2 separate regions of the Mus musculus genome follow, and region 2 is linked to region 1. A link is a contact called in public HiChIP or PLAC-seq data. All regions are on one chromosome and are shown on one strand. Each heading gives the region's core, a stretch centred on a gene start, on an enhancer-like site or on the middle of the called end of the contact. The rest is flanking DNA. Distances are from core to core; before and after follow the strand shown. Region 1 has its middle 22 kb from the start of Ing2. Region 2 holds the start of Cdkn2aip (CDKN2A interacting protein).

The links. HiChIP or PLAC-seq counts read pairs in DNA pulled down with a chosen protein or histone mark.
Region 2: an H3K27ac HiChIP or PLAC-seq map of extraembryonic endoderm stem cells shows a contact between it and region 1. The contact joins the promoter of Cdkn2aip here to the enhancer-like site in region 1. A contact is called at or near these places in 6 of 39 promoter capture datasets (the C10 cell line, hematopoietic stem and progenitor cells, hippocampal neurons and 3 more), 1 of 484 Hi-C or Micro-C datasets (liver), 2 of 115 datasets of contacts at active chromatin or transcription factors (extraembryonic endoderm stem cells and regulatory T cell precursor) and 2 of 9 other capture datasets (adipose tissue and pancreatic islet).

Annotation. Positions count from the first base shown.
Region 1 is chr8:47,650,079-47,655,318 of GRCm38.p6, reverse strand. No RefSeq gene overlaps it. Among named protein-coding and RNA genes, the nearest start is that of Ing2, 22 kb to the left of the region's middle. Within about 2 kb of position 2,923, at least 24 of the 459 cell types and tissues checked have an H3K27ac peak or open chromatin away from gene starts, as enhancers often do. A contact at or near this core is called in extraembryonic endoderm stem cells, liver and pancreatic islet, where this site is marked.
Region 2 is chr8:47,711,477-47,716,716 of GRCm38.p6, reverse strand. It overlaps Cdkn2aip (CDKN2A interacting protein), which reads left to right and starts at 2,786. Exons shown (of 3, transcript NM_172407.3): 1 at 2,786-3,197; 2 at 3,699-3,829; 3 at 4,423-5,240. The coding sequence starts at 2,947.

The DNA.
Region 1 (5,240 bases), core at 1,674-4,173:
AGTACCACTAAAAATTAAATTAAAAAAAATACACCAAAATAAAATAAAATAAACACATTTAATAAAATTAAATATACAAATTAAATTTTAAAAATACATTACAAATTCTTTACAGGAGCTCAGTTATAGTGATGATTTTCTTTAAAATTTCTTTTAAAAAACACAGAAATAAGAATATGTTTTCATTTTAATCCTTCAGACTGTCCAGAGCAGCTGACTAAGATTTTGCCTCAGGGCGTAGCAGAGGCATGATTTTGCCACCAGCAGATAGTTTCTGTGATGATGTGACACTGGGGATTCTGGGGATCTTTCAGAGGATGTATAAGTGCTAGGGCTCCGAGAGAGTCAGGGTGGGTTGTTGGTTGTTGATTGGTTGCTGTTGGTGCTTGTTGGTCAGGGTTTGTTAAGTAGGTATGCACAAAGAAGAAATTAGATATCCTGATGGCAAAGATCAAACTTGCCTCACAGAACTCGGTACCCCTAACCAGCAGGAAGTAATTTAACAACACCATCACCTCCTGTCCTTCCTCTTCTTTCTTTTCTCCTCTTTGGTGTTAGGGAGTTGAAAGGATAGAGAAGAGTAGAGGAGGCTAAAGAAAAAAGAATTCCCAAAGTAGCAGAAGAGCTATACTCAGTCAGTAATGTGACAGGCATGAGCACCTGAGGTTGATCCCCTGCACTGTGGGAGGAGCTAGATGTGGTGACACAAGTTTGTAATCCCAGGGCTGGGAGATAAGACCTACAGTGAGACCTGGAGCTCACTGGTCAGCCGGCCTAGCCTGCGGGACAAAGCCCAGGCCAGTGGGAGACTGATTCAAACAACCGAGGTGAATTTCTCTTAAGGAACAACACCTAAGGCTTATCTCCAGCCTCTGTACACAGACACATGCATGCACAGACACAGACACAGACACAGACAGACAGACAGACAGACACACCAACACCCCAGCACAAACACACACAAGATAAATCAGTGAAGGTTAGATATTTTTCTCTACTGGCCATAGTCCTGCTCTCTGAGTGTGATTCTATGAACATACATTTGACAAATGTAAAACAAATTATCGTTGGTCACTCAGCTGGGTCGGACAGGATCTGCAACGAGAATTTACCACGTTTGCTTTTTTGCTTATTGGGTTTCAGTGCTAGATTTGTTTGTTTGTTTGTTTTCTTTCTTTGTCTATAATGAAGTCCTTGCAGTTATTTTGAGTTGGGAAAGTAGAGCGTACAGAATATATGTGCAACAAACATTGTTGACGGGCAAACAGCAGCAGGAGAGAAGTCCAAGCTATCTCTAGGTCCTATTTGCTCTCATCAAAAGCTGGTGTCTGAGAGCCTGGTGTGGTGGCTGGACAGCATCTTATTAACTTCCAAAAGGCTTTCTTGTTCCTCTTGGGTTTTGTGAGGCCTGACTGTGTTGTCATTTCCCTAAACTGCCTGATTGCTTTGGTTGAAAGGACACCCTTGAGCTGGGTGTGGTGGTGAATGCCTTTAATCCCAGCACTCGGGAGGCAGAGGCAGGTGGATTTCTGAGTTCGAGGCCAGCCTGGTCTACAGAGTGAGTTCCAGGGCAGCTGGGGCTATGAGAGAAACCCTGTCTCCAAAAACCAAAAAAAAAAAAAAAAAAAAAAAAAGACAGGCCCCCTTTTCTCTCCTCTGGCCCCTTATTTGCATTTGCTGTACTTCTATCTCTGGCTTCTCATCTGGAAGTGTCACCCGATGTCACTTCAGCCCCGTTCTTCTGCCACTTTCTCCACACTCCTCTGAAATCTCACTATTTTGGTTGTCAGCCACTACCTTGCAGATCCACACAGATCTGCTGCTGGACACCCATGCTCTCTGTTTGGCTTCCCTAGCTGTCCCAGTAACAGCTTGTACCAGTATGTGTTCTGACATCCCAGGTCTCTCCCAACATCCATGCCAGTAATCCTACATAATTTTTTTCCTCCCAAGGCAGGTTTCTCTGTGCAGTCCTGGCTATCCTGGAACTTGCTCTGTAGACCACGCTAACCTCAAATTCAGAGATCTGCCTGCCTCTGCCTCCCAAGTACTGGAATTAAATGATGTGCTTCCATGCCTTGCTTGATAGACCGTTTACTATGGACAACAGAAAACACAGTTTCTTTAACAGGCTTCAAAGTAGAGCAGTATACCAATGCGCAAACGGCTTCTTTTTCTCTCTTTTAATTACTGGTCCCATGGTTGTGCACTCCTGTAATCCCAACACTTGCGAGAGTTCAAAGCCAGCCTGGGCAACATAATGAGACCCAATTTCAGCAAAGGGTATTGGTCCTAATTTTATATCTGAGTCTTCTCTTTGTTGCATGCTACAACATTTAGACAAGCTTGAAATTCATTTGGAATTAAGAATTGCACAATTAGCAGGGCTCAAATCTAACCTAGAGGTTGTATGTGGAGGGGGAGGTTTTATTGGCACAGAGGACCTTAGAGCAACCTGGGACATAGCTTGTAGGTCTTTGTGGGTCACCACGCACTAGCCGTAGAGCTATATAATGACCTAAAGACAATGCATGCTGAGCGGTGAGAATGGTTTGAAAACCAGATAGGAATTTGGATAAGGAATAGCTCCCTCTGGATTCTTTTGTTAGTCAGCAAGAAATGTACCTTGCTATCCACCTACCACCACTCAATTGCAGTCTATCCTGTGAACAGCCTGGGACCAGGAATGTGACCAGTCCGAGTCTGCAGATTACTTGGCTACAGTCATGCCTCCCCCCCAACTCCCCGGCTTAATACTGTTAAAGCTGGCGAGTTAATCTGCATCTGCCTATCGCCTGCTCTCCCCTTCTCTATTAGCTCAAGCTAATAGAAAAACAAAGATGTTATTTATTTCCCCTCTTAAAGCTTCCAGCCTTGGTTAGTTAATAATTGATCTTCAACAAATAGCCCTTGAGCAACTAAAGAACTTTTCCATTGCACAAATCCTCATACCATCTCATCTGGCTTTATCTGAGAGAGGGCCCATTGGTGTTAGGGTCCCGGAAGTCCTGGGCCAAAGAAAGGGGAGATATGTGGTAAGAAGGCTCAGCAGGCAATGGTGCTTGCTGCCAAGCCTGAGTTTGAGCCTCTGGGATCTACGGGATGGAAGGAGAGAAGCAAGTTCCACAGTTGTCTTCTGAGTTCCGCATGCACGTAATAAGTAAGGCACACGGACACACCCTCATCGTTATACATTTTTTTTGTAAGCCGTGGAGTAAGGTACAGCCTGGAATAGTCTCTATAGTGAGAAGCATCCCTTGGTCTGCTCTCCAGGCTCCTCACACATACCCTGTCTCAGCAGTCAGGATTTGTTGCAGAGGTAAGTAAGGCATGGGTAGGACTTAAGTCAAGGACTGCACTGTTCTTGTCGCGATTATTTTATGTCAACCAGCACAAAGCAACTCCAGGATAGCTTCATCTATTCATGCAACACTTTTTCAAGACAGGGTTTCTCTGTATATCCCTGGCTGCCCTGGAACTCACTCTGTAGACCAGGCTGGCCTCGAACTCAGAAATCCGTCTGCCTCTGCCTCCCGAGTGCTGGGATTAAAGGCGTGCACCACCACTACCCAGCACTTTTTTTTTTTTAAGATTTATTTACTTATTATATGTAAGTACACTGTAGCTGTCTTCAGACACCCCAGAAGAGGGCATCAGATCTCATTACAGATGGTTGTGAGCCATCATGTGGTTGCTGGGATTTGAACTCATGACCTTCAGAAGAGTAGTCGGTGTTCTTAAGCGCTGAGCCATTTCTCTAGTCCCATGCAACACTTTTTTATTTGTTTTTTGTTTTTTTTTTTGGCTTTGGGTTTTGAGGTACGGATTCTCTGTGTAGCCCTAGCTGTCCTGAAACTCACTCTGTAGACTAGGCTGCACTCAAACTCACAGAGATCCACCTGCCTCTGCCTCCCAAGTGCTGGGATTAAAGGTATTCACCACATAACATTTTCAAAAGCGTCTTTTCATTGTGGATGAAGTACTTTCAAGTCTTTTAAGAAGCTAGTAAGGAGTTTGGATAGAGCAGTTACCGGAACCGTCACGTTGTCTGCATTAGTCTCTTCTCTTGGTTGTATTTTTCTTTCGTTTTCCTATCTCAAGGTTTCCAAGAAGGCAGAGAAAGGTGATTGAGATTGGCCCGTGCAGTCTGGCTGGTATTTCCATACAAGTTTGGAATGTGCAGAATCAGCCCCAGCTATCGATAAAAGTAAGCAAGACTCTAAAACAATGATCTCAAAAATGCAACTGTCCAGACACAGCTAAGCCCCAGTCTAAAGAACTGGCCTGCTGGGAGGCTGTCTTTAAGACAAGTTAATAATACTGGGTCTCAGTTCAGAGCAGTGCCTGGATTCCTATCATTCCCAACTTTGTTTACCTTTCTGGGGAGATCAACTTAGCCGCTGACTGCATTCAAGGATGCATGCCTGTCTGGTTTGGGCATCCTCAGTTTCCAAGGGTTTGAAAACCCCTAAGACAGACTTTTGAGGCCACCATGTAGTCTTTGCAGAAAGTTTGACAAGGAGATCCATTGCTCAGAGATCATGAAATACAGCAGTTTGAAAGGGTATGGAATGTTTACCTACCTAATAGGATGGGCTTCCCAGAGTCTCATCTCAGCCTTTAGTGACTCACTTCTGAGGAAAGGCACTGGGTCAGTGGGGTGACATTAAATAAAGCAATCATTACGAATGGTGAGCCATGGCGGTTGCACGGGCTAAAGGCATTTGTCACCAGCTGTGGTAACCCAAGTTGTAGCTCTAGAACCTACACAGCAGCAGGAAAGAACTGACTCCTGGAAATTGTCCTCCAGCTTCCAACGTGTGTGTGACACCCCCCCCCCCCCAAATAAATAGATGTATAAAAAAGAAAACATTACCCGAGAATGTTTCTGACAATGGCCTGCCCAAGTCATATACTCTTCAGATGTAACATCTAGAAAGGATAGGGCAAAGTGAGATCACAATATAAAAGAACAACCGGAACAACTTAGCATGTGAGTAAGCTGGCATGGATATTAAAAAATAAAATAAATCAAAGTTGGGGGGTGCAAAAAGAGGGGCAGCTGTGAGCTTTAAAAGACAGGGTGCACTCATAATTGGATTCTGCCTGAACAAAAGCAGCTGTAAAAAGATACATTGGGGTGCTAGGGTTGGAGCCCCAAGAAAGTGCTTGTTGAGTGTACATGAGGTCTTCCATTCAAATACTAGTCCCGAGAAAACTATATTGCATTAGAACAATCG
Region 2 (5,240 bases), core at 1,537-4,036, 62 kb before region 1:
AGCAGACAGCTCTGTGGAGACACAATTGTACCACCAGGAGTGCTTAACTCCTAGTAGAACAGGAAGCAGGGAGGCCAACTGGATGCCCAGTCAGGCTATAATTCTCAAGGCCCAATGTCCAGTGATTTCCCCCAAGTCTCACCTCCTTTTAAAGGGTCCTCAACCTCTCCAGATAGTGTTGTCAGCTAGCGGCCATGCTTAGACATACATTTCACACGTAAATCGTAACGCTATCCTGAGATTTCTTTTCTCTTGAATGTAATTCTCAACTTTGTGGTCTATGGCCTATACCCTGAATCTTCATATTTACAAAAATTACATCGGGGGGGACTGTAATCAGACTATATTGAATGAAGAACCCATTATGTATGTGAATGTGTATTTGTGGGAGGGTGCACAGGTGCAATGTGGCACATGTGGAGGTCAAAGATGGAGCGTGGAGGACTGAACATCCCACTGGTCTTAAACTGAACTTTTTAAGAATCTAAAACCGCCGGGTGGTGGTGGCACACGCCTTTAATCCCAGCACTTGGGAGGCAGAAGCAGGTGGATTTCTGAGTTCGAGGCCAGCCTGGTCTACAGAGTGAGTTCCAGGACAGCCAGGGCTACACAGAGAAACCCTTTCTCAAAAAAACCTTTAAAAAAAAAAACTGAAACCAAAATACATATATATTTCCTATCAAGAACTCAACTTTTGCAAATAAATACTTGTTTTCAGACTCTTTTGGCTTTTGATATAACTGTGAATCCAAGTGAGGAGGCCCGGAACTGTACTCTGAGAAGAACCACCGGTTTCAGGCCATCATAGAGACAGCAAGACTATGTCTTCAAAGAGAAAAAACTTTGCCATTGAAAGGTTAGCTGTAGCCAGGCTGTTCTTGTTCATTTTGTTACCCAGTCTGGCCTCAAACAAAGCTGGGCTGACTTGGTTATTTTAGAAGAGACTCTTGCTTCTCACTCTCTCAGTAGACCAGTGAGACAATGGACCCCGGAGAAATGAGAATTTCCCCAAAAGTCTTAGAAGTAAAAGGTTCCAGCCAACGGGGACTTTGTCTTCCTGAGAAAGATTTCACGTTCTAACCACTGTTAAGCCACCTTGTCCCAGCAGCCTCAGGCCGGGATACCAGTGGGCAAGCAGCTGGTTGATGGGTAAGCCACTGTTTGACGGCTCCTATCTTAAATGTCCATGTCCTTGGCCTTTTATTTAAACGTGAATCTCATTTCAGAGCTCCAAAAGACTCGTTTGAGATGGGATGGATGCCTGTGAGTCTCAGTCTCTGTGTCTCTGTCTCTCTGTCTGTCTGCCTCTCTCTCTCTGCTAGGAGAAGGGGGAGAGTTGAGAAAGGGGTTCTTTTGTGGAGTCCTGAAACTAGCTCTGTAGACCAGACTGGCCTCAACTCACAGAGATCCCCCTGCCTCTGCTCCAGAGTGCTGGAATTAAAGGGGTGCTTTGTCTCTCCTTGCCAGTGTGGCCTCTTTGAAAGCCTTTTCCTGCTTTCCACTACTAACGTGTCCCTTCTAATTGCCTTATTGGAGCTGAACAGTGTTGGGGCACAGGCCCATGGCTATCAAGTTTAGTAACCAAATGACTGAATTTTTGCGTGATTATTCTGATTTAAGCATTTTCACAACAAAACGCAAAAATCTATTGAGGGAAAATTCAATTACATAATTTATCACTATCTCATATTATTACATTGATCCTTTGATTTATTGACACATACCTAGACTTGGAAATGTTAATAAACACGCCAGAAAAAAAAATCCATGGGTTGGAGAGATGGCTCAGTAGTACGAGATCTTAGAGAAGACCTCCAGCACCCACAGGGCGCTGGGTTCAATTCCCAGCACCCACAGGGCGCTCAAAATCCTGGGTCAACTCAACTCCAGGAGAGCCATTGCTCTCTTGCCTCCAAGGGCACCAGGCCCACACATGTAGCACAGACACACATGCAAGCAAAAAATCGAACTCATAAAACAAAACAAAACAAATGCAGAAGCAGTTGCTCTTGAGGACTGAGGCCAGGACGAGATAAGCAGATACATTTCCATTTTGGTCCAACCGGGATTAACAGTTAAAACCAGTTGGCACGGGGTCATTTATAGTTCGGGGACCAAAAGCGTTAAGGGAGAGGAAGCGGGTTGAACCAGGAACTTAAGAAACCGCGGAAACCCAGCCAGATCGTGGGGCGCAAGCGCAAAGGCCTGGTTTCAAAGAGCCGGTTAGATCCAACTGGAGGAGCCGCTTGTGCTCGTCGTTAAGTTACAACCGTGCTCGGTACTTTTATTGTCCCCATCCCACAAGGCATCCGCAGGTCCCCAAACGCCCGGAGACCTTCCGAGCCTCGGGCCCAAGGGTTCAGCGGCTTTCGCGGCAGGGCGCAGGCGCGGAAGCCAGCTTTTGTTTATTTTGGCCGCGTGCGACCGCGAGCGTCCGAGGGCGGAACGCGCAGGAGGGGCGGGGCGGCAACTCGGACGCCTCCAGGTCTCCGCGCTCCGCCCGCTTTGTCCCACCGCCCCCCTCTCCCGGCCCCCCGGAGCGCGGCGTCACAAAGCGCCGGCGGAACGCCCCAGCGGCCGCCCCTAGGCGCCGAGGGCGGGGAGGGCCGCTGGCCGCTGAAGTCGCCTCGGCCCCGCCTCCGCCGGCGCGACCGCCGAGCGAGTCGCTGGCGACTGGGCGCTGCAAAGCATCCTGGGAGGACGCGCTCGCGCCGGAAGGTCGCGTGTGCGCGCGGCGGCAGCGGCGGCGGCGAGGTTATAAAAGGGAGCGAGGCGGTGGCCGGCGGAAGTGGGCGGTTCGTCGGCGCCTTGTTCTGTTGTTTGGGGTTTGGGCTCCTGGAGGGGCGTTCTCGGGAGGGCCGCCGGTGCAGGCCGCGCTGACACAGGGCCGCTTCGCCCCCGGGGCTCCGTGCGCTTGCGCTCTCCCCGTCCCGCAGGGTCCCCAACATGGCGCAGGAGGTGTCCGAGTACCTGAGCCAAAACCCGCGGGTAGCCGCCTGGGTGGAGACGCTGCGCTGCGAGGGCGAGACGGACAAACACTGGCGCCACCGCCGGGAGTTTCTGCTTCGCAATGCCGGGGACCTGGTCCCCGCCACCGACGAGACTGCGGACGCGGAGAGCGGAGCCCGCACTCGGCAGCTCCAGCAGCTGGTCTCCTTCTCCATGGCCTGGGCGAACCATGTCTTCCTAGGGTGCCGGTGAGTGGAGGGAGCGTCGCTCTCCAGCCAGCCTTCCGGGCTTTGCTCCACGCCCCCTGCCGCTGGCCGGGGAGCGCTTTCGCGGGGACCGGCGACGCTGGGGAGGGCCGCTTGGGAAGCGCGGGAATCGGTGTGACACTGTGGGTCCTCGGAGGGAGAGCAGGAAGGGCGTCCGGGGCTGTCCCCGACCTCACAGTTGCCGGGCGTCCGGGTGGTATGCGCCCGGCAGATGGAGTTGTTGGTGCTTAGCTGACAGTATCTGCCCGGGAGACCCCGAGTTTAAAGGTTCCCTGGCACAGACCCGCCTCCCGAGCCCTTAGGGCATTCGTCTGGGCCATCTTCGATTGTCGCGCGGTTCGTACACTTTGATCACGACCAGGAAATGCAGTCTGCGCACTCCTGCATTCCTCACGCTGCCAGTACTTTCGGAAAAAAAAAAATAAAGCATAACAACAACAAAAACAAACCACTTCTTGAGAGCGACTTTTGCTTCTTTTTCAGGTACCCTCAAAAAGTTATGGATAAAATTCTTAGTATGGCTGAAGGCATCAAAGTGACAGATGCTCCAATCCATACCACACGAGACGAACTGGTTGCCAAGGTGAAGAAAAGAGGGATATCAAGTAGCAATGGTTAGCAGATCATAGATGTGAACATACATAGGAGTTTAGAAAATATGCTTTATAAAATTAGGAATCGCTGTCATTACTAATTTTTTTTAACAATCCAGAATGTGTATGCTGTATTAATCTAGTTAAAATGTTAAAGCTACACTGTGTGTGTATGTGTGTCTGTCTGAGTCTGTCTGTCTGTTTTGGTGCTGAATTTGATTAACTTTTAGATTTTCAAGTCCAATGTCTGATGCTGTTAATTTAATATTAAAAACTAATCATATTAATTGATACTGTTTTAACATACTAATGAAGTTGTTCCATATTTTAAAAGAAACTACTGGTTCTGAAAAAAGAATTTTTTTGTGCTTTTGTTTGTCTTGTTTTGTTTTGTTTTGATAGGGTTTCTCTGTGTAGCCCAGCCTATCCTGGAACTTGCTCTATAGACCAGGCTGACCTCAACCTCAGGGGTCATGCCTGCCTCTGCTTCCTGAATGCTGGGATGAAAGGCACTTTGCTGCCACCCCACTCTCTGTGATTTTTAAATGAATGTTTTGTTGATTGTCATGTCTTTAGGACTCTTAGTAAAATACCTGTGTTTTTCTTCTTTCTAGAAGGGGTAGAGGAGCCATCCAAAAAACGAGCCGTAGAAGGAAAAAACAATTCTTCAGTTGAGCGAGATCATGGGAAAAAATCTGCCAAAACGGATCGTTCAGCAGCTCAGCAAGAAAACAGTTCGCCGTCCAGGGGGTCGTCCACCAAATCCGAGAGTGGTGGGACCTCAGCTCGGAGCAGCTCCAGTGGCTCCCATCAGGATAGCGCCACAAGTGAAGGAGACAGATCTGTGTGCAGCCAGAGCAGCAGCAATTCCTCTCAGGTAACCGCAGGGTCTGGAAAGGCTTTGGAGTCAGAAGCTCCACATAAACGTGGTTCAGCGTCATTTGTTTCTTCCCTGTTGAAGTCCAGTATGAATAGTCATATGACCCAGTCCACTGATAACAGACAACAGAGTGGGTCACCTAAAAAGGGTGCTCTGGAAGGTTCTTCAGGCTCAGCCTCTCAGAGCAGCTCAGAGATTGAGGTGCCCTTGTTGGGCTCCTCTGGAAGTGCAGAAGTAGAGTTGCCATTACTGTCTTGTAAGTCTAGTTCAGAGACAGCTTCCAGTGGGTTAACATCTAAATCTAGTTCAGAGGCAAACATTTCATCATCAGTTTCAAAAAACAGTTCATCGTCAGGCAGCTCTTTACTAACCCCCCAGAGCAGTTCCACAAATCCATCGCTGCTGACATCCAAAAGCACGGCTCAGGTAGCTGCTTCACTGCTAGCGACCAAAAGTGGCGCTTCCTTAGGAAGCGTGTCTCAGCTAGCTGCCAAGAGTGGTTCTCAGAGTAGCACTTCACAGTTGCCTTCGAAAAGTACCTCCCAGGCCAGT